Regions from separate parts of the Mus musculus genome. Here all the other regions are linked to region 3. A link is a contact called in public Hi-C and HiChIP or PLAC-seq data. All regions are on one chromosome and are shown on one strand. The core of a region is the stretch at or near the end of the contact, and the rest is flanking DNA. Distances in the headings are between cores, read along the strand shown.

Evidence for each region. Hi-C and Micro-C count contacts between places; a contact is called where the count stands out from the background. HiChIP or PLAC-seq counts read pairs in DNA pulled down with a chosen protein or histone mark.
Region 1: a contact with region 3 is called in a Hi-C map of B cells, with 20 read pairs. The contact joins the enhancer-like site here to the promoter of Morrbid in region 3. A contact is called at or near these places in 5 of 484 Hi-C or Micro-C datasets (B cells, the BV-2 cell line, bone marrow-derived macrophages and 1 more), 3 of 115 datasets of contacts at active chromatin or transcription factors (bone marrow-derived macrophages and embryonic stem cells) and 2 of 9 other capture datasets (bone marrow-derived macrophages and embryonic stem cells).
Region 2: a contact with region 3 is called in a BATF HiChIP or PLAC-seq map of CD8 T cells, with 5 read pairs. The contact joins the enhancer-like site here to the promoter of Morrbid in region 3. A contact is called at or near these places in 8 of 39 promoter capture datasets (the C10 cell line, the HPC-7 cell line, cranial neural crest and 5 more), 3 of 484 Hi-C or Micro-C datasets (B cells, bone marrow-derived macrophages and trophoblast stem cells), 8 of 115 datasets of contacts at active chromatin or transcription factors (the 230-238 cell line, CD8 T cells, Th17 cells and 5 more) and 1 of 9 other capture datasets (embryonic stem cells).
Region 4: a Hi-C map of bone marrow-derived macrophages shows a contact between it and region 3, with 23 read pairs. The contact joins the enhancer-like site here to the promoter of Morrbid in region 3. A contact is called at or near these places in 1 of 15 datasets of contacts at CTCF or cohesin (the NIH/3T3 cell line), 4 of 484 Hi-C or Micro-C datasets (B cells, bone marrow-derived macrophages and natural killer cells), 5 of 115 datasets of contacts at active chromatin or transcription factors (the 230-238 cell line, acute myeloid leukemia, bone marrow-derived macrophages and 2 more) and 1 of 9 other capture datasets (embryonic stem cells).
Region 5: a contact with region 3 is called in an H3K27ac HiChIP or PLAC-seq map of epiblast stem cells, with 8 times the contacts expected there. The contact joins the enhancer-like site here to the promoter of Morrbid in region 3. A contact is called at or near these places in 1 of 15 datasets of contacts at CTCF or cohesin (large pre-B cells), 6 of 484 Hi-C or Micro-C datasets (CD8 T cells, bone marrow-derived macrophages, double positive thymocytes and 1 more), 11 of 115 datasets of contacts at active chromatin or transcription factors (CD8 T cells, T-cell acute lymphoblastic leukemia, acute myeloid leukemia and 6 more) and 1 of 9 other capture datasets (embryonic stem cells).
Region 6: an H3K4me3 HiChIP or PLAC-seq map of bone marrow-derived macrophages shows a contact between it and region 3, with 4 times the contacts expected there. The contact joins the enhancer-like site here to the promoter of Morrbid in region 3. A contact is called at or near these places in 1 of 39 promoter capture datasets (embryonic stem cells), 1 of 15 datasets of contacts at CTCF or cohesin (large pre-B cells), 1 of 484 Hi-C or Micro-C datasets (bone marrow-derived macrophages), 5 of 115 datasets of contacts at active chromatin or transcription factors (acute myeloid leukemia, bone marrow-derived macrophages and embryonic stem cells) and 1 of 9 other capture datasets (embryonic stem cells).
Region 7: a contact with region 3 is called in an H3K4me3 HiChIP or PLAC-seq map of bone marrow-derived macrophages, with 7 times the contacts expected there. The contact joins the enhancer-like site here to the promoter of Morrbid in region 3. A contact is called at or near these places in 1 of 484 Hi-C or Micro-C datasets (bone marrow-derived macrophages), 6 of 115 datasets of contacts at active chromatin or transcription factors (CD8 T cells, acute myeloid leukemia, bone marrow-derived macrophages and 2 more) and 1 of 9 other capture datasets (bone marrow-derived macrophages).

The regions. Positions count from the first base shown.
Region 1 is chr2:128,007,548-128,010,247 of GRCm38.p6, forward strand. Acoxl (acyl-Coenzyme A oxidase-like) reads left to right here. Exons shown (of 18, transcript NM_028765.3): 12 at 2,530-2,619. Among named protein-coding and RNA genes, the nearest start is that of Bcl2l11, 120 kb to the right of the region's middle. Within about 2 kb of position 1,359, at least 89 of the 459 cell types and tissues checked have an H3K27ac peak or open chromatin away from gene starts, as enhancers often do. A contact at or near this core is called in B cells, the BV-2 cell line, bone marrow-derived macrophages and 1 more, where this site is marked.
Region 2 is chr2:128,085,864-128,088,563 of GRCm38.p6, forward strand. It overlaps Acoxl (acyl-Coenzyme A oxidase-like), which reads left to right. Exons shown (of 18, transcript NM_028765.3): 16 at 496-566. Among named protein-coding and RNA genes, the nearest start is that of Bcl2l11, 39 kb to the right of the region's middle. Within about 2 kb of position 1,313, at least 26 of the 459 cell types and tissues checked have an H3K27ac peak or open chromatin away from gene starts, as enhancers often do. A contact at or near this core is called in CD8 T cells, Th17 cells and regulatory T cells, where this site is marked.
Region 3 is chr2:128,427,936-128,430,635 of GRCm38.p6, forward strand. Morrbid (myeloid RNA regulator of BCL2L11 induced cell death) reads right to left here and starts at 1,416. Exons shown (of 3, transcript NR_028589.1): 1 at 1,159-1,416.
Region 4 is chr2:128,152,410-128,155,109 of GRCm38.p6, forward strand. The region is part of intron 3 of Bcl2l11 (BCL2-like 11 (apoptosis facilitator)); the gene reads left to right. Among named protein-coding and RNA genes, the nearest start is that of Gm14009, 16 kb to the right of the region's middle. Within about 2 kb of position 1,257, at least 77 of the 459 cell types and tissues checked have an H3K27ac peak or open chromatin away from gene starts, as enhancers often do. A contact at or near this core is called in the 230-238 cell line, B cells, acute myeloid leukemia and 3 more, where this site is marked.
Region 5 is chr2:127,926,400-127,929,099 of GRCm38.p6, forward strand. The region is part of intron 9 of Acoxl (acyl-Coenzyme A oxidase-like); the gene reads left to right. Among named protein-coding and RNA genes, the nearest start is that of Acoxl, 73 kb to the left of the region's middle. Within about 2 kb of position 1,377, at least 49 of the 459 cell types and tissues checked have an H3K27ac peak or open chromatin away from gene starts, as enhancers often do. A contact at or near this core is called in CD8 T cells, T-cell acute lymphoblastic leukemia, double positive thymocytes and 1 more, where this site is marked.
Region 6 is chr2:127,982,058-127,984,757 of GRCm38.p6, forward strand. All of the region lies in intron 11 of Acoxl (acyl-Coenzyme A oxidase-like), which reads left to right. Among named protein-coding and RNA genes, the nearest start is that of Acoxl, 130 kb to the left of the region's middle. Within about 2 kb of position 1,409, at least 2 of the 459 cell types and tissues checked have an H3K27ac peak or open chromatin away from gene starts, as enhancers often do. A contact at or near this core is called in bone marrow-derived macrophages, where this site is marked.
Region 7 is chr2:128,060,193-128,062,892 of GRCm38.p6, forward strand. The region is part of intron 14 of Acoxl (acyl-Coenzyme A oxidase-like); the gene reads left to right. Among named protein-coding and RNA genes, the nearest start is that of Bcl2l11, 64 kb to the right of the region's middle. Within about 2 kb of position 1,364, at least 74 of the 459 cell types and tissues checked have an H3K27ac peak or open chromatin away from gene starts, as enhancers often do. A contact at or near this core is called in CD8 T cells, acute myeloid leukemia and bone marrow-derived macrophages, where this site is marked.

The sequences.
Region 1 (2,700 bases), core at 109-2,608, 420 kb before region 3:
GCATATTCAAAACACCACAGAGAGGTTCCTAGTACCTTAACCCTCAGGAAATGCATACTCACCCTGAAAATCCCTTCCCACTCTCCAAGGTTTATATAGCCCTTATTCACCCCAAGTAAAATATATGTGCAAGCCATTTCAATAAATTCTGTCTAAAAGAGCTGTAACACTGAAATCCTTGTAGAAGGCCCCCTCTCCCCAGCCAAACCCACAGACCAAGAGCCTGCTGACGTACTGAACCACAACATTGGTTAAAGGTATAGAATTAGAGCTAGAAAAAGGAAGTGAATTTTTAAGAGATTAGTTAATAATGATACATTGTATTCTTCAAAAATGTAAAGAGTGTGGGTGTTATATGGTTTTACCATGGGAGTAATAACCACGTGAGGTGGTGTGTTTGTTAATTAGCATTGTTGTATCTCTGTGTGTATATACTTAAGAATAAGTTGTACATGATAAAATCATATGCTATCTGCCAATTTTAGAAGTGTGTTTAAAGGACTGGAGGGATGGCACAGTGGTTAAGAGCATTTGCTGCTCTTGTAGAGGACTGGAATTTGGTTCCCAGAACTCACATGGTGGCTTATAACTGCCTGTAACTCCAGTTCAAGGGGATCCAATGCCCTCTTCTGGCTTCCCTTGGTACCAGGCATGCATATGGTGCACATGGGGACATTCAGGCTAAGCAGTCATATACATAAAATAAAAGTAAATGCATTTTTAAGAAAGAAAGAATGAAGTCCCACTGAGGGTAGGGAGTTGTTTGGTTTGGTTAATGTTTTTAGGGCTGGGGTGGTGGCTCACTGTTCAGCACATTGTTCTTGAAGAGGGTACAGCTCCGGTTCTCAGCACCCATGTTGGGTGCCTCACAGCTGCCTGCAACTCCAGCTCCATGGGATCTAGTCTCTTCTGGCTTCTGTGGACACCTGCTGTGGTGTATACACACACACACACACACACACACACACACACACACACCAAACAAATTTTAAAAGGAAGGAAATTGAAATTAAAAAAAAGAAAAAAAAAGGAAGTAAGAAAGGAAAGGGAGGAATCAAATAAGAGAGGTGAGAAAAGGAGAAAAACAGGAAACAAGACTCTTGAAATAAAGGGGAAGAGGAAACGATACAAGAGTGTGTGTGTGCTGGGGCGTTGTAAAGTAAATGAACAGATAGGGGAACCCAGACAAGTGGGAATTTTGACTTATACAAAAAAGGAAGTGAGAAATGTAAAGCGTCTGAGGGTGAAGAGAAATCTGGGTGTGAGCCATGGGAAAAGGGAAGTGAGAACTGAGAGAGGGGGAGATCCGGTACAGTGGACACTCAGAGTACAGCGGATACAGAGGGTACAGCGGGTGGGAAAAGGGAAGTGAGAAGTGAGAACTGAGAGAGGGGTGATCCGGTACAGCGGACACTCAGGGTACAGCGGGTGGGAAAAGGGAAGTGAGAACTGAGGGGAAATTTGGTACATCGCTTAGGGCGGGTGCGGTGGGTGGGAGACGGGAAGTGAGAAATGTTAAAGCTATGGGGGAGGCAAGGAAGCCAGGTGTGAGCCATGGGAAAAGGGAAGTGAGAACTGAGAAATGAGAAAGGGGGTTATCCTGTACGGTGGGTATGGCCAGTATGGAGGATGGGAAAGGGGAAGTGAGGATGTAAGATAAATAAGGGGGAATCCAGATAAGCCAGAAATCTGAAATTTAAAAAAAAAAAAAAAGAGGAAATGAGAAATGTGAGAAAGGAAACAAACCAGATGAAAAAGGGAAGCAGGACAGAGGAGCGGCAGAGAGGCCTTGGCAGGAGAAAAGTTCCCAGGCCAGAGATATGCCACACTCCACTCACGTTGGCCTGGACCTGAACCTACGTGCTCCAGGGCCAGTTCTTTATGGGAGGAGACTGACAGCACTTAGGTAACTGTGAATTGCTACCTTAGAAATAGGATTTTAAGAAGTGAAAAAGAGGAAGAGGAAGTGGAGGAAGAGGAGGAAGGGAAGGGAGGAGAGGAGGGAAAGGAAGAGAAGGAAGGAGGCAGGGAAAGACAGGAGGAGGAAGCTAGAAAGTGTGAGTTGACAGAGCAGAGCAGTTGGTCAATGTAGAATTTTTAACCTGCCTTCCAGTACTCTTCAGCGTTTGGGGGGGGGGGTGGTTCAGGGTGGAGGGAGGCATTGTTCTCTTGCAGGAGTAAGCCACTAGTAGAATTCTGAAGAGTTTGAAAACAAAGCATATTGGTGTGATTAGTTGAAATCTTTTGGTTAAAAATGAAATAACCATTTGTCAATGTTTTATCAACAATGAAGACAATACCCAAAATTGTATGTGTGACCTCAAAGCTAATGTGATATATTGATAATATGATATAATGTGATATATTGAAATTATTCTGAGTAAGAGATACATTGTTACTTTTTTCCTCTTCAATGATCTGTGCTTTTAATTTTAAGGGAACTAATTTTCCCATGTAATGATGTCATTGCAAATTAAAACACTTTTTTCTTCTTTCTCTCCCTTCTCTCCTCCTCTTCCTCTGCAACAGGGTTACATGATGGAAACCAGAATCTCAGACCTGAAATGTGACACAGATGTGTTTGTAACCTTTGAAGGTGACAATGTGGTCATGCTTCAGGTAAGGGTTAGGACACAGTTATTCATTTTAAACAGCACACTTTTCAAGACCAAGAATTATCCAAAAAATCTGAAGTGTTTT
Region 2 (2,700 bases), core at 63-2,562, 340 kb before region 3:
CTTAGCCATTCTGTTGGAGAAAGTTGAGGAAAAATGACTAACTACATCTGGGGAAGTCTGGGGCTTGCTTGGGTCAACATCTGGGGACATATTATGCTTCAACCACATAGTGAATTAATGCAGTGGAAATCACTGTGGAAGAGGGTAGTTAAAGGTAGATACCAAAGGTACCAAGGCTGTTGGGATTCTCTTTACGGAGTCACTGGAATGGAGATTGAGTGTTTTCTCAGGATGGCTCATGCAGTGGCTGAACCTAGGACTTTCTGGTGGTTCCCACGGATGCGGGCTGGCCTTGTGATCTGCCTAGCCCACTGTGGGGAAGTCACTGACACGGATTTCAGCCCATGTAGTGAGCAGGCAAGGAACTCTACATGCCCCCAAGCAGCCACACCCAGCATGCCATGTGTTTTTGCCATAACCATGAGGTTGTCCCCCACATGGCAGTGCTGGCAGTCCCCAGGGAGGCCACTCACCTTTCTGTCTCTTCCCTTCCAGTTGCACTAGAGCAGTTCACGACGGCAGTGAGGCAATGTCCCAACAGGGAGGACCAGGCTTTGCTAATGAAGGTAGGTTATCAGCTAAATTCTTATTTCCTTAAAGCCTCCTAGCGTTTTTTGATTGCCCGGAGGAGAGCACCGGTTTTTGTTTTTTTTTTTTTTTTTTACAAGCGGGAGTAAATTTATCATCTCTGAATTTTGTGCTCCACGGGGATACACTTGTCAGTGGCTGGCGGGAGGGTGGCTGGTTAATGAGCACAACCACAGTCTGTGGAACACAGAAGTGACAGGGAAGTGGGTGTCGACAACTAGCAGGGAGCCTACGTGATTCTCAGTGGACCTGGTTGGTTTTATTTAAACTTCTCTGACAGTCTCGATTCTTTCAGCAGATTTATGAGACTTGGCCAAATTCCATGTCTCCGATTTATACTTTTTAATTAAGACAAAGAATCCCACACCTTCCTGGTTGGCCCCATCCTCCCTATCGTCACCAGCGGGAATGCCATACAAATCAGACCACTTGTGTCAACTGTCGAGACAGTCAACTCATGTCTTAGGTTCTTTGTCCTTGAATCGAAAACAAACTCCTTTTCTTCTCAGGAATAACCATTTTATCTCTTCCCTGATGGCATGGACAGAAGTGCGGTATAACCTATATTTAGGGTGTGCATTTAGGAGAGCCGATAAAGGTCAGGCAAACAGCCTGTGCAATCTTAATAAAAACTGTGTCTGAAGGCAAGAAAGCGGCTCGCAAGTGTAGAGACACACGCACGTTTCCACTGATGACTAAGCCTCCTGTTTTCACCTAGAAATGTACATACTGACCTTGAACACCAGTGTTTCCATGATGTCATTTCCATCCTGTGCCTTCAGGAAACCGTGTATACCAGGAGTTGCATTTCTTTACCTAAATACAGTTTCTTTACCAGGTGTCTTCTGACTTGAGAAATGGGTGGGAAAAAAATAGGATGTTACTCTTAAGGGATTTTTCAACTCATTTGCCTAAGGGGTGATATTTTTGGTCTGTCTATTTTTTTTGTTTGTTTGTGTTATTTTTTTAACTTTCAATGATGCTTATTTTATAATAAGGAAGGTCTGCTGATTCCAAGTGTTGAGTTTATCTGGGAAGCCCAGTTCATCTGAGTCCAGGCTGTGTGAGGCCCTGACTTGGCCTGACAGATTTAAGCACATGAGATGTTTTGGTAGTCTGAGGTCTCCCACACTGATGTTCATTCCCTGCTATGAGCTCCATGCCTCAGCCTGTCCTTCCAAGGACTGGTTGGTTTCCTGTGACCTTGAAGCAGCCTTGGTCACAGACACTCACCTTTTATCCATTATCCATTCATGGGTCAAGACACAGAACCTTCGTCCTCTTCCTTTGCATTCTGTCCGGCATCTTCTCTCTCTCCTCTCCTGATCACCTGGACCCCTGTTCAGGGGGAGAGACTACTGGGTTCCATTCCGTCCTGTAAGTGAGCCTCACTGAAACTTATGTGGGCATCTCAGAGGTGTTTTCAGAGAACAGAACCACTAAGCTCAGGAGGCCACACCATCCGGCTACTTCTAGTTGCCCTTGTGGTCATGTGTCTGAGTCCCTCTCTCGATTTCTTCTGAGCTAAGACAAGTGAGTAAAAACAGAAGCTACCTGAAGGCCACCCCTCCTCCCAAGCTGCCTCCTGTTGCCTCTCACGGCTGCACCAGGAGAGACGGCTCCTTTAGTCCACTTGGTTAGACATAAACACTTGGACTTGGGAGAAGGTCAAGCTTTCCCAAGATGTTTTGGAATGTGTGCACCTCTCAGGATTTTGTGTTTTCCTTCATGTTTCTTCAGACTGTATGACCACACTAACTGAGAGAGCTGTCTGTGGGTGTTTTTTACAGTATCTTCGAGATATTTGAGCAGGCCTCATCAAAGAAGTTTCACTGAACAAAAATGTGTGCTTTGCTCATATCTACGAAGACTACTTTGTAATTTTTTTTTCAAGAGATTGAGGTTTCTTTCATGTCACTTAGGAGAGGCCACCATGTGGGTGTGACAGGAATGTGTAGGATTTTTTTGTGGATATGTATAAAAGGATGTAAGAGAACAATAGATCATTTTGAACACTCAATCAGCTGACCCTTGATGTTCACTTTGGTGTACTTGGAGTTTATATGTAGTAAAATTCTTTTGTGTGTACGTGCATGCATGCATGCATGTGTG
Region 3 (2,700 bases), core at 166-2,665:
ACCCGATTCTCCCAATCATAAGGGTGTGAACTATTTCAAAGGGTGGGGTGCGACTGCGGCTCTAGACTACCCTGGTCCTTCCTGCACCCCAGAGTTCGTTTAACAAACTCTGTGCTCGGTCAGGGGCAGGACCCAAAATGATTGTCATCAGCCCAGGCATGCTGAAGAAGCCGAACACAGTATTCCTGACAAGGAGACAGCCAAGAGACCTCTCAGGTACATTCCAGGAGAAAGCTGAACGTGTGTGACTATCCTCTTCACAGAGGGCCAGGCAATGCTGATATCATGCAAAGACCCGAGCCGGCAAACTCCTGTTACGCTCAGAGTGAATGGAGCTGCTCTCAGGGCTCATTCAGTTAGGTTGCTGACTCATTCTTAACCCGGGAAGCCCCACACGCCCCAGTGAGTTGCTCAGAACAGGCTCCTGTCTTCCCTGCAGCCTGCTATGCAGCTTTTTAAGCAAATGACCGCTTTTTAGATTTGCTTTAAAAGTGGCACAGCAGTTACTGTAACTGTTTATTTGACAGTAAAGATGTTTGTAAGAATAGCAGTAACTCAGCCCACTCCCTTCCCCCATCTTCCACCATGCCCTTCCTGGTCCCTAGCCTGTGGCTTTTCTTTCTGCTTTTGAACACATTTTCCACCTGGAGCGTTAAAGGGAAGCACGGGATGTAGCGTGTTCAGAGAAAAGACAAAATTCTGCCTCGCTGCCATACTTCTTGCCCTGAAGCTGGACAGCTCAGGCCTGGCTGCCTGAGTCAGAGACCAGAAGCTGCCCCCGGGGTTGGCTCTTCCTTCTGCTTCTTAGGAGCGGAAACTAGTTCAACCTCAGTGCCCAGTTAACACAAACTCACCCACCTCCGTCTCTGACCTTCACTTTAGCTTCTAGCTAGGAATCCGTGGTGGCTTCCTTCCCAGGCAAGCCTCACGCTCTCCTCTGAGACAGCATAACACACAGCCACCATCCACAAGGCACAGCTCAGAAACTTCCTCCAAGAGTCCCGCAACAGACACAACAGGTGGGCTGGAGGCAGAGGGAGCCACTTTTCTGACCTCACAAAACCTTCAAAGTCTGGGAGAAGCAGTGTCTACCCCAGAACACAGCAGCTGTCACAGCTCAGAGGTGCACGGAAAACATCTTTGACTGAGAGTACTCACCAGGGAGAAGCTGATAGACGGGTCCGCCTGCCTTCCCAGCCACTGTGCTGTGAAGATCCCAAGATATGCGCAGCTTGCCTGGAAAGTCACTTTGAAACTTAGAAAGCAGACACTGCAAAGTCACCCAGTCCCCTCATTCTCAGAGATGTCCACATGATTAGGAAAAAAAAAAAAAAAGACAAGAAAAGAAAAAAAAAAACTGCAAAGCAGACACCTCAGTCTTCATTGTCACTGGAACCAGATGACTCGTGCTGACTCAGAGCCACCACTTCCTCTCCCGACATTCTCTTCATACTTTGTGAGCCCGCCTGGTCTGGTTCCCAGGGTCTCTACCACCCTTCCGGAAAGAGCAGCTTCCCAGACCTTGGGTGTGGAAGCCCCAGGCTTGTAGCCAGTGATCACCCTCATCAGGGAGGAGACGCTTTGGTTAGGAGACTTGGGGGTAACTGAAAATAAAAGGCAGAGATCTCACATGCACACGGGTGCTGTAACACGCTGGCCGTCCACAGAAGAGGGAAGAACCCATTTTTGCTATTTCCTTAAGGCATCTGAGTTTGCTTGGCCCTGATATCCCCTATTTCAGTCCATGATTTTTTTTTTTCTGCACAGAGTTTTGATCTAAAATCATTATATCTATTCTGAGCTGGCTGTTAGCATGTGTGACTTAGTCTTGCTAGGCTAAATCACATGAATAAAAGAACCAAGGAGTAAAAAACAAAGTTATGGTTCTCTAACTTTGAAAGAATCCTGAACGTTTCCATGCAAGAACCAAGAGCCCGCCTCTATGTCTGAGTTTTCTTTTGAATGATGCAGAGGGCGGGGCTGTCTTCCGCAGCTTCAAGCTTTTTTGAACTATGAGAAGTACTCCAGAGAAAGCGGAACCCATGTACCACTGAGCAGCCTCTGGTGAGGCCAGGTAGGGTTGCTGTGATTGTTGATATCTTTGCCCACCCCTCCCTGCCCCCAAAAGTCAGCACTGTCCAAAAAAAAAAAAAAAAAAAAAAAAAAAAAGCAGAGGTTTCACTTTTGAAACGTACATTTCAGTATATCAGAGAATCTTAACACAGCATACGTAAGAGCAGATATGTGTGCCAGAGAGTCTCTTAAACAGGTTAGGGAAAAGCTAACAGTATAGGCAGGGAGGAGAGAGAATTTGGGGGTACAGGGGCAAGGGAAGAAACTCATCCATTCATAGGTCAAGACCCCTCTGAGGGTCAAATGACCCTTTCCCAGGGGACAACCAAGACCATTGGAAATCACAGATATTTATATTATAATTCATAACAGTAGCAAAACTCCAGTTATGAAGTAGCAATGGAAATAATCTCCAGTTGGGGCTCCCCACAACATGAGGAGCTTATTAAAGGAGTAGCAGGGCTAGGAAGGTTGAGAATGTTCAGTCCTAAGGAGACGGAGGATTTGGCCTTGGCAACAGCTTGCAAGTACATTGTCCTCTAAAGCCTCCAAACACCAGTCCAGCTCCTCCAGGACATCGTGTTGTTTGAGCAGGCTATCTAGCACAGTCTGCCCAGACTTCCGAGA
Region 4 (2,700 bases), core at 7-2,506, 280 kb before region 3:
ATTTTGGTTTTAGGCTTTGTTCATATCTGAACTGAACCACACATGCCACCTCTGTTTAGTGACTGGAGGTGGCGAGTGCTTCGGTTTCTCCCCTGAGGCAAGCGGAAAGAGCTGTGTTATTCACTCCATAGCATTGAGCTGCTTTTCTGAATGAGGGTTCCCTGTAGCTACTGAGGGAGGGCAGCTTGGCTCGTCAGCAAGTGCACCCCATCCAGAGCCACGGGGTCTACTCTAGTGTCGGATGCTGAACCCTGCGTGCTCGAGAATCTGGGTGCCATTATCACCCCGTTCTCTGTCACGTTGAGTGGTGCCAGGAACCCTGTCCACCTGGCTGCCTTTACATGCTTCGGACATGCTTTTGAAGCAAGTGCGTTGGACCCTACAGGCGCAGGCTGCATCTGTCTGGGTGTAGGCAAATATGAGAGGAGACTGAAGCACTGGGGTGTGTTCGAATGGCTGGCGGGGTGTTGGGCTAGACATCCTTGTGTTGATCTACACCACACACCACGTGTGAGGGTGCTGTGGGGCCTGGCAGGTGCTACACCTGCAGGGCTACCCGGCCGTTGTGGGATAGGGAGCCGTGAACGTGCAACCAAGAGGAGGTGCAGGTGCCCGGAGGGGAACTTCAGGCAGGTTCTCAGGGTAATTTTTTTTTTTTTTAAATCTCTGGAGGAGGAAATGAAGATGCAAAGAAAGGACGGTTTGGCCCTTCTGCAGACACATAAAAATAATAAGGTGATTGCATCATCCCTTGCCTAGACTTCACCTCGCTGAACCAAAGCAGGAGGTTTTAGTTGTGGTTAAAGTGTGTTACATCCCACTTAGCATTTCAGAACAGCATGTTCCTGCCCTGAGTTGAGTATTTTGTCCCTCGTAGCTCTCACAGGAGACATACTACCAATCTTGAACCCTGTTTGGCTGGCTGTAGAGCAGGACCCGCTTCTGGTTCTGAGGCCAGCCTGGCAGGATCCCCACCAAGCAGAACTGTGTGTCACACCTCCAGGGTGGGTGGAGAGATAGCCTCCCGCTGTGAGTGAGATTGTGAAGTGGTTTCTGTGTCCCTATAAAAGGCCTCCACTTTTAACAGTTACTGCTATACGACGCAGAGGAGATAGGATACACGTTTGGTCCTTGAGAATATTTGCAGTCTGTACATAACTGTCAAGCCAGCGTGGCCATGGTAGATCTGTGACGACCGCTCAGCTTGCTTGCTGTGCTGGGGGGTTGTGGGGGGAGCACATTTGTTCCTCTGATGTTCAGAGGCATTACGTCATACCGGTAGGGTGCCTCTTGTGCACTGTCTCCAGCCGTCTCGTGATCGCTAAGCTATGAGACCCAGGCTGTTTAGATGCACATGTTCTCTTTGTGGCAAATGGGAAGTGAATGCAGTCCCTGGGCAGCCGTTGCCTGGCCTCGAGGCAGCCGTGGGCATTGAACCAGCATGGAAATCTCAGTAAATTCTCTGTCTGAGGGTGGAGAGAGGGGAAAGGCCTCATGGCTGCTATACTCAACATTGTTTAGACGGCTGGGTTAGGATCCCATAGAGGCGTGGTATAGCTGTGTTGTGGGTACCCCTCAGCCTCCTGGATGGCTCACTCAGTGGTGAGGATGGAGGCCGGTGCACCATCCAGGAGGACGTTGGCATTGCCTTCTCAGGAGTCAGCACCTACAGCAGAGACTGCCAGAGTCCTTCCTGGTCTCACAGTCCAAAATTCAGTTTCCTATGATTACTTGCCTTACATGCAAACCTGTTAGAAGTTTAAGACTCTTCAGTGTGGGCATTGTATGTAAAACACCCATCCAACGGAGGGTGTGCCTATTCTCGGACGCTTTTGTCTCTAAGAACTTGGGATAGGATACTGTCAGTCTATAAAAAGGACTTATTTATTCATCTTTTATTTATGTGTATGTGCGCATCATGTGTGTGCAGGTTGTTCTCAGGACAGAGGGCAGTGGAGCCCCTAAAACTAGATGTACAGGCAGTTATGAGCCATCTGAGGGTGCAAAGAACCCAGGTACACAAGAAGAGCAGTATATGCTCACAGCCGTTGAGCTGTCTTTCCAGCCCAACACCACCATTTTTGCCCCACTACCTTGACTGCCAGGAAACAGGACTTGAGGTTATGTTGCCACAGGTCTCACCTCTGGGTCTTCTTGATGTGATTTGAAATCTCTCTCAACCTTTACCTTTAGTTGTGATGTGGTTGTTACTCCAAGCCCCCCTCGCTGGGGTCAGCTCTCTGCATAGTGCTGTGTCGCGTGCGAGCTCTACACAGGAGGTTGGCATTTGCGCTCTACTGTAGCAGAATCTGAGCTGCATTGCTGAGCTTACTCGCAGGGTCTGGTCTCGCATCCCACTCCACAGATCCAGTCTGGAATTCCCAGCCTCAATCGTTGAGAGGCAGCGCTGTGTGGACTCCAGAGTCGCCTCTGTCCACAATCATTGCTCTCCATTCTGGGAATTTGAGTGTGAGGTCCTAGGTGTCACATGCCTTCTAGGTGTGAGTTGGATCCAGCTTACCTGTCCTGGCCCTGCCACCTCTTGTCCTGACACCTCCAGCCATTTGTAGTCTGGGGCAACCACACGGGCCCTGTGGGGTTGCTTTAAAGGCTTAAAAGCCTGAAATTTATTTTTCAGCTGGCAGTGGCAGTGGGTGACTCTTAGACACACAGTCCTAAGGGCACTAGAACATCTTTTCA
Region 5 (2,700 bases), core at 127-2,626, 500 kb before region 3:
ACTGCTTTATGTCAGGCATTATGAACTTAACTGCGAGTCAAGAGAACCCCTGGCTCCACGCTGTAAACAGTAACTGTACTGTTTTCTCACTTAATGATCCCTGAAGTGGAGCAGTTTCGGCGTGGTTATTTTGTGGCTCAATGACATCCTCAAGGACCAGGGTAGCTTTGATCTTTCTTCTCTGCAGCCCCCGAGCTGTCAGTTTTGTCTTGACTGACTCCTTTGTGGTCACAACATGGCCGCTGGGGTCCTTGCTGTCACATGCATATGTAATGGGATTTAGCAGCTGAGGAGGACCCATGCCTTCCTCTACGTTTCTTTCTTTTTAGTAGATGGAAACCTTTTCCAGAAACCCTTCAGGAGACTTGCTCTCATTTCAGATCATCAGAGAAAGCCATGTGGTCATTTCTAGGGCTGTCACCGGTGAGGACTTGGATGCCTATGGCTGGATTAGTGAAGCACAGCAGATCCACAGAACAGAGCAGAGCAGAGCGGATTAAAAAAACAAAAAAGAGGGCTCTGTTACAAAGGAGGAAGGGAGGAGGGGTGAGGCCGAATAACTGGAAATATTACTACACATTTAAAAAATATTTTTGTTAAAGACAATCTCAAACACGAAAGAAAGTGACAGCCGAGTTCCACTTTCTTCCCCGGTTCCTGCAGTTCTCAGACTCTTACCAGGGTTAAGTCTTCACTAGTCACCCCTTTGTCTGCTGGACTATTTCAAACATCTCAGACACACATGGATATTTAATGATCTAAATGTGCGGAAGCCCTCCCTTATACTTGGGCCTGGATTCAAGGGAAAAGGCTGCTTCGAGAGCTAGAGGTTGGGAAGGACTAACAGGCATTAACTATTTTTTGCTAGAGAAAAGACAAGATTCTAACCAGATGTAGTGACCCACTTCTGGGAAATCATAGGGAAAGACCTCGAATTAGAGGCCAGCCTGGGCTACAGCGCAGGGAAACAAGAATAAAACAAAATGAAACCAGAGACAACATTTCTCAGAGGAAAAAACAATATCCAGAGGAAGGAGTTCTCCCTGCTGTTGTTGTGGCTGCATCTGGAGTCTTTTGTACATGGGGAAGCAGCTGTCCTAGGAAGTTTGAGTTGTGGATTGGGGGTAAGGGGTGGGGGTGGTGCTCCGTTCTGCAGGCAAGTGCGAGTTCAGCCTCAGGTTTACAGTTTCCACTCTCTGGCTGGGGAGGCCGAATGCTTTCTAAGAGTGGGGTTGGGTTTGCTGACACCTGTTTCTGCATGCTAATAGATTTCTGGGGTAAGATAGAGCGGTGATGTCACCTGCAGGTGTGTGAGCCTGTGGCGGTTTCCCGAGGCATTGTAGCCACATCTGTCCTCAGCTGTGTGGGTCTTTGCTCCAGCAGGCTGCAGAATGAGCTGGTTGCCTGCAGAGCAAAAGCCAGAGGCAGCAAGCCGCGGTGGCCTTGCTTCAAACAAGCGGACTTTCCCCAAAGCTTCGGCTGATTTTCACTTAGTTATGGAACAAAACACAAATGTTGTTTCTTTAAAATGCCACAGCGGCAATCAGAGTATATTTCCACGCACCCTTTTCTCAGTTTCCTGAGGCCACCTGCCTTGTTACACGTTTGAAAGCTTCCTCTTCCTCTTCCTGAAACAGGAAGCTTGCCTTCTTATTTTCCTCCAGGTTTAAAGTGTGCCCTTCTTTGAAGAGAGTTCACACACACTCTCTGTGGGGTTGCACCTTTGTTTATAACATAAAAAAAAAATCTCCATTTCTCTACATGTGCTCTGTCTTGTCTCTAAAGGTCACACGGCACAGAGCTCCCTGCTCAGGGTACATCAACCTGGGCTGATTTTATCTGTGTGCGCTTTGTAAGATGTTTGTATTTGCATAGGACGTTTAGATACAGGGACACTTTGTATAACTATATTTGAAAATTGAGAGAGAGAGAGACAGAGAGAGAGAGAGAGAGAGAGAGAGAGATTGCTGTAGCCTGTGCCCAGTCCAGTGGCTAGTGCAGTAATTACACCAGTCCCTTAGTATAGCGTTCTCGAGCATGTACAATGTAGTGAAATGAGTGCTTTTTGTTTGCACGGTGTGCAGTTCAGTGTGGTGTGAGAATCCGCCTGACCCCAATACATTTTGTTTGACATGCACAGCTGGGGCACTGGAGGATAGTCCAGGCCATTAAAAAGAATGCGAAAAGAAAACACACACCATCTATTTGTCAGGACACAATGAAAGGGAGACTTACTGGGCCTGGATCACACCAGGAGGAAGGAGAAGAGGAAAACCCACCTGGCCCCCAGGGAGCCGGCAGGGGCACAGCTACTGTTGCCTGCTAGAGCTCCCCTGGTCATGCAAACCGATGCCCTTCCCAGCTCCCGGGATCTTCTTGTAGGGTGCTGTGCAATCAGAATGCTGGGGTGGAAGGGAGGAGGTCTTATTTGGACTTGGCATTCCAGGGGAGCCCAAGGTTAAGGGGTTCATCAGGCTTATGTGACATCTAGGAATGGCTTCTAAGGTGTCTGACCGGTGAAGACCTGCTACGCCTCCCGAGGTACCCCAGGCTTTCACCAACAGGCAGGAGAGAAGGCAGTGATGGATCCTTAGGAAGTTGGTTCCTCCCTCTCCCCAGCCACACAGATGCTACCCCATACTCAGCTGCAGTCCCCTCCCACTGGCCCCTCCCATCATCTTTCTTTTATTCCCCATTTGT
Region 6 (2,700 bases), core at 159-2,658, 450 kb before region 3:
GTGAGTGGGTGTCCTGTGTATCTATTTTCTCTCATTCTTAGAACTTGAGATTGATTCATAAAACTTGTCCCCTTTCACCTTTCTGTGCGTTATTTTACTTCAGACAATTAAAGGATTTTGGAGTGTGTGTGCTTGTTCGTGTGTGTGCATGTAGAAGCCAGTGGTTGATGTTGGCTGCCTTCCTCAATCACCTTTTGTTAATGAGTTAAATTTCCTTTTGACACTTTTGATGGCTATGATACATCTAATTATTCTTACCCTTGCTGTCTTCTGTCTCCCGTCCATTACTGTCCATTCTGCCTCTTTCCTACAAACCCCTTTTCTACCTTTGTATCTTTTGTTTTGTTTTGTGACCCACTGAGTTTAAGCAAGGCTACCTGTAAAACTGTGGTTGCAGAACTATCCTTTAGAGCCCAGAAGGTATACAACTGAAGGCCATGATTTCTTCTTCCCCAACACCCATCAACAGCCAATAGTTTCCCCAGGGAGGGGGAGACCCTCTGAGTCCTTCCCATCCATGGATGACTGCTAAAAAACCCAGCTTTGTTCAGGCCCAGTGCAGGGGATCTCTGCTGCGGTGCGTTCATGAATTCTCTGTCACACTCAGAAAACAGTGTTTTGTAGCTCTTCTCTCCAACATTTGGCTCTTATACTCTTTCTCCCACCTCTTCTGGATAATCCCTGAGCCTGGATACATGATATAAATATTTAGGGCTGCATGCTCATCAGTCATAGCTAGAACAGCCATGTATCTCTTTCACTGCAAAGAGAAGCTTCTCTGATCCAGGCTTAGGGTGGTATATATCTATGCATATAAATGTAAATATTTAGAAGATAGTATTATGTGATGTCAACTTATGAAAACAGCAGCAGTGAGTCCTCCCGTCCCCACCCCAGGGCCTATGACCTTCTAGCCATGACTTTCTAAACAGGTTTAAAGTACCAATCATGAATTCTCTTCTTTGGCCTTAAGTCTATTCAGGTATCTGTCATTTACTCCTGTAACAGTCATGCCCCTATTGTTCCAGGGATTGCACTTGGCATGGCGGGTTGGAATTATGGCTTCAACTTTTCTCCTCTGGCAGCTTCTAGCACCTTCTAGCCAGCAGGAGGCATGCTAGCCAGGAGAAAGGGGGCTTCCAGTTAAGTTCCAGCTTCATTTCTCTATGTCCTGCCACCCACGTTTGTCCCACCTTATTTCTGGAGACTAGGTCTTTCTCTGAATATGGAGATCACTGATTTGGTAGACAGGCTGGTCAGTAAACTCCAGAAATCTACTTGCCTCTCCAGGGCTGGAATCACAGGGGCATTCACCACCCGCAGCTTTCTGCATGGGTGATGGGGATCTAAAGTTAGGTTCTCATGCTTGGACAGCAGACATTTACTGACTGAGTCATCATGACTTTTTATGGAGAAGTTGCCAGCCTTGGCCGTATGTCAGTCATATCCAAAGCACGAGTGCCCCACTGGCAGCTCCTTTGAGGGGATGACAAATGTGATGTCATGTCTAGTATGGGAGCAGGAAACTTGAAAAATTACATAGTGTGCTAAGATAGGAACCGTTCTGGCAATAATCTTTGCTGCTTCTCTCTTATCACCAGCAATCCTCCTAACCTTTGAGGCACTCCTCTTAACTTCTGGCTTTCATGTCTGGCACTAGTACTCAGCATGAGTGTTATCTAGGGAGGGCATGTTATTTCCTCAGTGAAACAATTTTTTTTAAAGATTTATTTATTTATTATATGTAGGTACACTGTAGCTGTCTTCAGACATTCCAGAAGAGGGAGTCAGATCTCCTTATGGATGGTTGTGAGCCACCATGTGGTTGCTGGGATTTGAACTCAGGACCTTCAGAAGAGCAGTTGGGTGCTTTTACACGCTGAGCCATCTCACCAGCCCCAACAATTTTTTTTATATATTTTTTCTTTATTTACATTTCAAATGTTATCCCATTTCCTTGTTTCCCCTCCAAAAAACCCTTATCCTTTCCTCCCCCTCCCCCTGCTCACCAACCCACCCACTCCCACTTCCTGATCCTGGCATTCCCCTACACTGGGGCATTGAGCTGGCACAGGACCAAGGGTCTCTTCTCCCATTGATGCTCCACAGGCCATCCTCTGCTACATATGCGGCTAGAGCCATAGGTCCCTTCATGTGTTCTCTTTGGTTGGTGGTTTGGTCCCTGGGAGCTCTGGGGGAATCTGATTGGTTCATATTGTTGTTCTTCCTATGGGGAAAACCCCTTCAGCTCCTTGGTTCCTTTCTCTAGCTCCACCATTGGGGACCCTGTGCTCAATCCAATGGTTGGCTGAGAGCATCCATCTCTATATTTGTCAGGCACTGGTGGAGCCTCTCAGGAGACAGCTATATCAGGCTCCTGACAGCAAGCACTTGTTGGTATCCACTATAGGGGTATGGGTTTGGTGACTGTATATGGGATGGATCCCCACCCCCTTCAGTGAAGCAATTTTAAAACCACATGCATTATGTTTCTTTTCCCAATTGCAAAAGCAATGCATCCTTTCTGTATATACCCACTGTAGATGTTTTTTGAAAATAAGAAAAGCACAGAGAAGGAAGGAAATAGATGCTACACCTGTGCTTCTAAGCAATGACACGTTTCTAAGCCACATTCTTTCTATGCACTGGTGTGTTTAAAGTTTTATAAGTTCTTGCCCCTGAGGCAGTAAGGACAATACT
Region 7 (2,700 bases), core at 114-2,613, 370 kb before region 3:
CAAGAGATATTAACAATGGCAGGACACATATCTTGTTAGTGTATGAGACTTAACGTTGCCATGAGATGTCCCACGCCCCCTTCAGAGTCAGCTCCACTTCAGTCAAAATCTTGGAAAGAGTGTTTGTAAACTTACAAACTCACTTGACAGTTTATATGGAAATGCAAATGATGTAAAATAGCCCACAGAACTTTGAAAAAAGTGGAAGTCACTGAGGGCTGGTGCCAACTGATTTCAAAGCGTGTGCCGAGACTGTCCTAGTCCAGGCCTGAGGACGTTGGCAGGAAGTTAGGCAGACCGGCAGAGCACTGCCAGGCCCACTTAGCCCACATATTTGCCCACTCAAATTCTCACATGAAATAAATTAAACAATGAGGAGGATTTTTTCTTTAAATAGTGAGAAAAAGTAGATTCTGAATGAAAAAGAAGCAAGCTGTGGTCTGTTTCTTACTCCGTGCACAAATGTTTATTAAAGACCAACATAGACTTGAATATAATCAGGGGAACTGTAAAATTTCCAGAGAAAACAGAAAAGCATCACCAATATCTACTGGAAGCCATGGTAAACAAAGATTTCTTAGGGAAACACAGAAAGCACCAATTGCTTACATTAGCTATTGATAAATTGCTGTTGTCTGAAAGACACACATCAGGGCAGAGGCAAACACTAAACCTGGGGGAGGGGAGGAATTACTTGCAGTGTCTGTCTGTGTCTGGCAAAAGGTTTTATCAGAATGTGTGAAGAACCCCCAGGATGAAATAATGAAAAAGATATGATCTAAGAAAAGTTTTCACAAAAAAACTTGAAAAGACACCTCATAAAAGAAGATAAAAGAGGAGCTAATGAGCACGTGAAACTTCGCCTAATCTTATTAGTCATAGAGAGCTAGAAATCAAAACCACAAAGAAGAACCAACACCCACCCACTGACGCATATCAACTGAACTGCTAGATGCCACTCAGCCCCAGGGGTAACGCAGGGCAGCGCTGGCTCTCATAACTAAGACATTCTAAATGCAATCATAGAAGCTGAGGATGCAACGTGATGTTAGAGCATTCATTCACTACCATGCACAAGGCCCTGGGTTCAATTACACACACACACACACACACACACACACACACACACACTCATACACAGTGAGAGAGAGGGGGGAGAGGGAGAGGGAGAGGGAGAGGGAGAGGGAGAGGGAGAGGGAGAGAGACTCACACACAGACACACACACACTAGTTTGGAAGTCTATTGTAATGTTAAATGTACACTTATTCTATGATCCAGAAATTCTGTCCCTAGAGATATGGCCAAGAAATGATGCTACATGGTTCATAAATAGCCTTATACAGGAGTGTTCCTAACAGCTCTATTAATAACCCCAAGTTGGAAACTGGAAACTGAATGTTTATAGATATGAAACTAGACAAGTAAACTGTGGTTGGCTTCACATAGTGAATCATGTGACGCAGCATGTGTGAGTTCTACTGACATGCTTAGTGATGTGAAAGCGTGTATACCAGATACCCCATGTATTCGACGGTCGAGGAGGAGGAAAGCCAGCTGACGGTGATATAGTGCAGCAGTCACAATCAGAGAGGGAGAGGGTGGTGCTGCATGCGGAAGCACAGAAGTTATCTGGGGAACTCTGTCTCTCAATTGAGTGACATGATTCCAGGGGGTATGTACACATATGAAAGAAATCACTGATGAGTGTTGTTTGTGTGTGTGTGTGTGTGTGTGTGTGTGTGTGTGTGTGTGTGTGTGTGTATTGAGAAATGACTTGGTTATTAAAGTCCTCACGCAGCCATGAGGACCCGAGTTCAAGTCCCAGGATCTGATGTATCACACACCCGTAGTCTTAGTGCTGAGGAGGCAGGAATGATGCTCTCTGGGCCTTTCTGGCCAGTCAGTCTTTCCAAAGCGGGGAGCTCCAGGTTCAGCAAAAGAGTCTGTTTCAAAAAACAGACTGGAGGGCAACTGGGGAAGATCCTGACGTGGAACTCCTGCCCCCACGTGCATTCACATGGACGTATGCATGCGCGTGCACCTCCTCCAGACACTTAAAATATCACTGAGCTGCAAACTCAAGGTTGATACAGGTTTCACATCTAACAGTGCATGTGCTATATCTCAGTGACAGGACTTGAAGGTCTCACTCAAACAAGCCATCCCAGTGGCTAGGATGTGTACCGGAAAGTCATTGCAGTTTTCTACGTAAGTTAGAAACAGTGAGGTCCAACAGGTGGCCCTATTTGTCTCGACTAATGGCATCGATGAGGATTCACTAGGGTCTATCCTGTGCTGGGATCTGTGTTAGACACTTCAATGTCACATGGAAAAATAGTAATGGGTCCCCAGGCTACCCAGCAGCATAGAATCCACATAGTCAGACTGGTGACAGGTCAGACTGCAAGAGATGCCCAGTGGAGGGCCAGTTCTGGCAGCAGACAGGTAAGCCCAAAGAGCCTAGACATTCTGCTGGCTTCTTGATTTGAGGCCAGACTTTGGGAAACAGGACTTTGGTGATCTGGTGAGGATGGGCCAGTCCTCATAGACCTATAAAGTTCCATGGAGATCTCCCAGATCAGGGTTGGCACGGGGACAGATAAACTGGCTCATGCAAGAATACCCTCTCCAAAGGCAGTAGACAGATCCCTGTGGTCAGTTGAGGTCACAAACCTCAGTGATGTTCCTACCACTGTGAG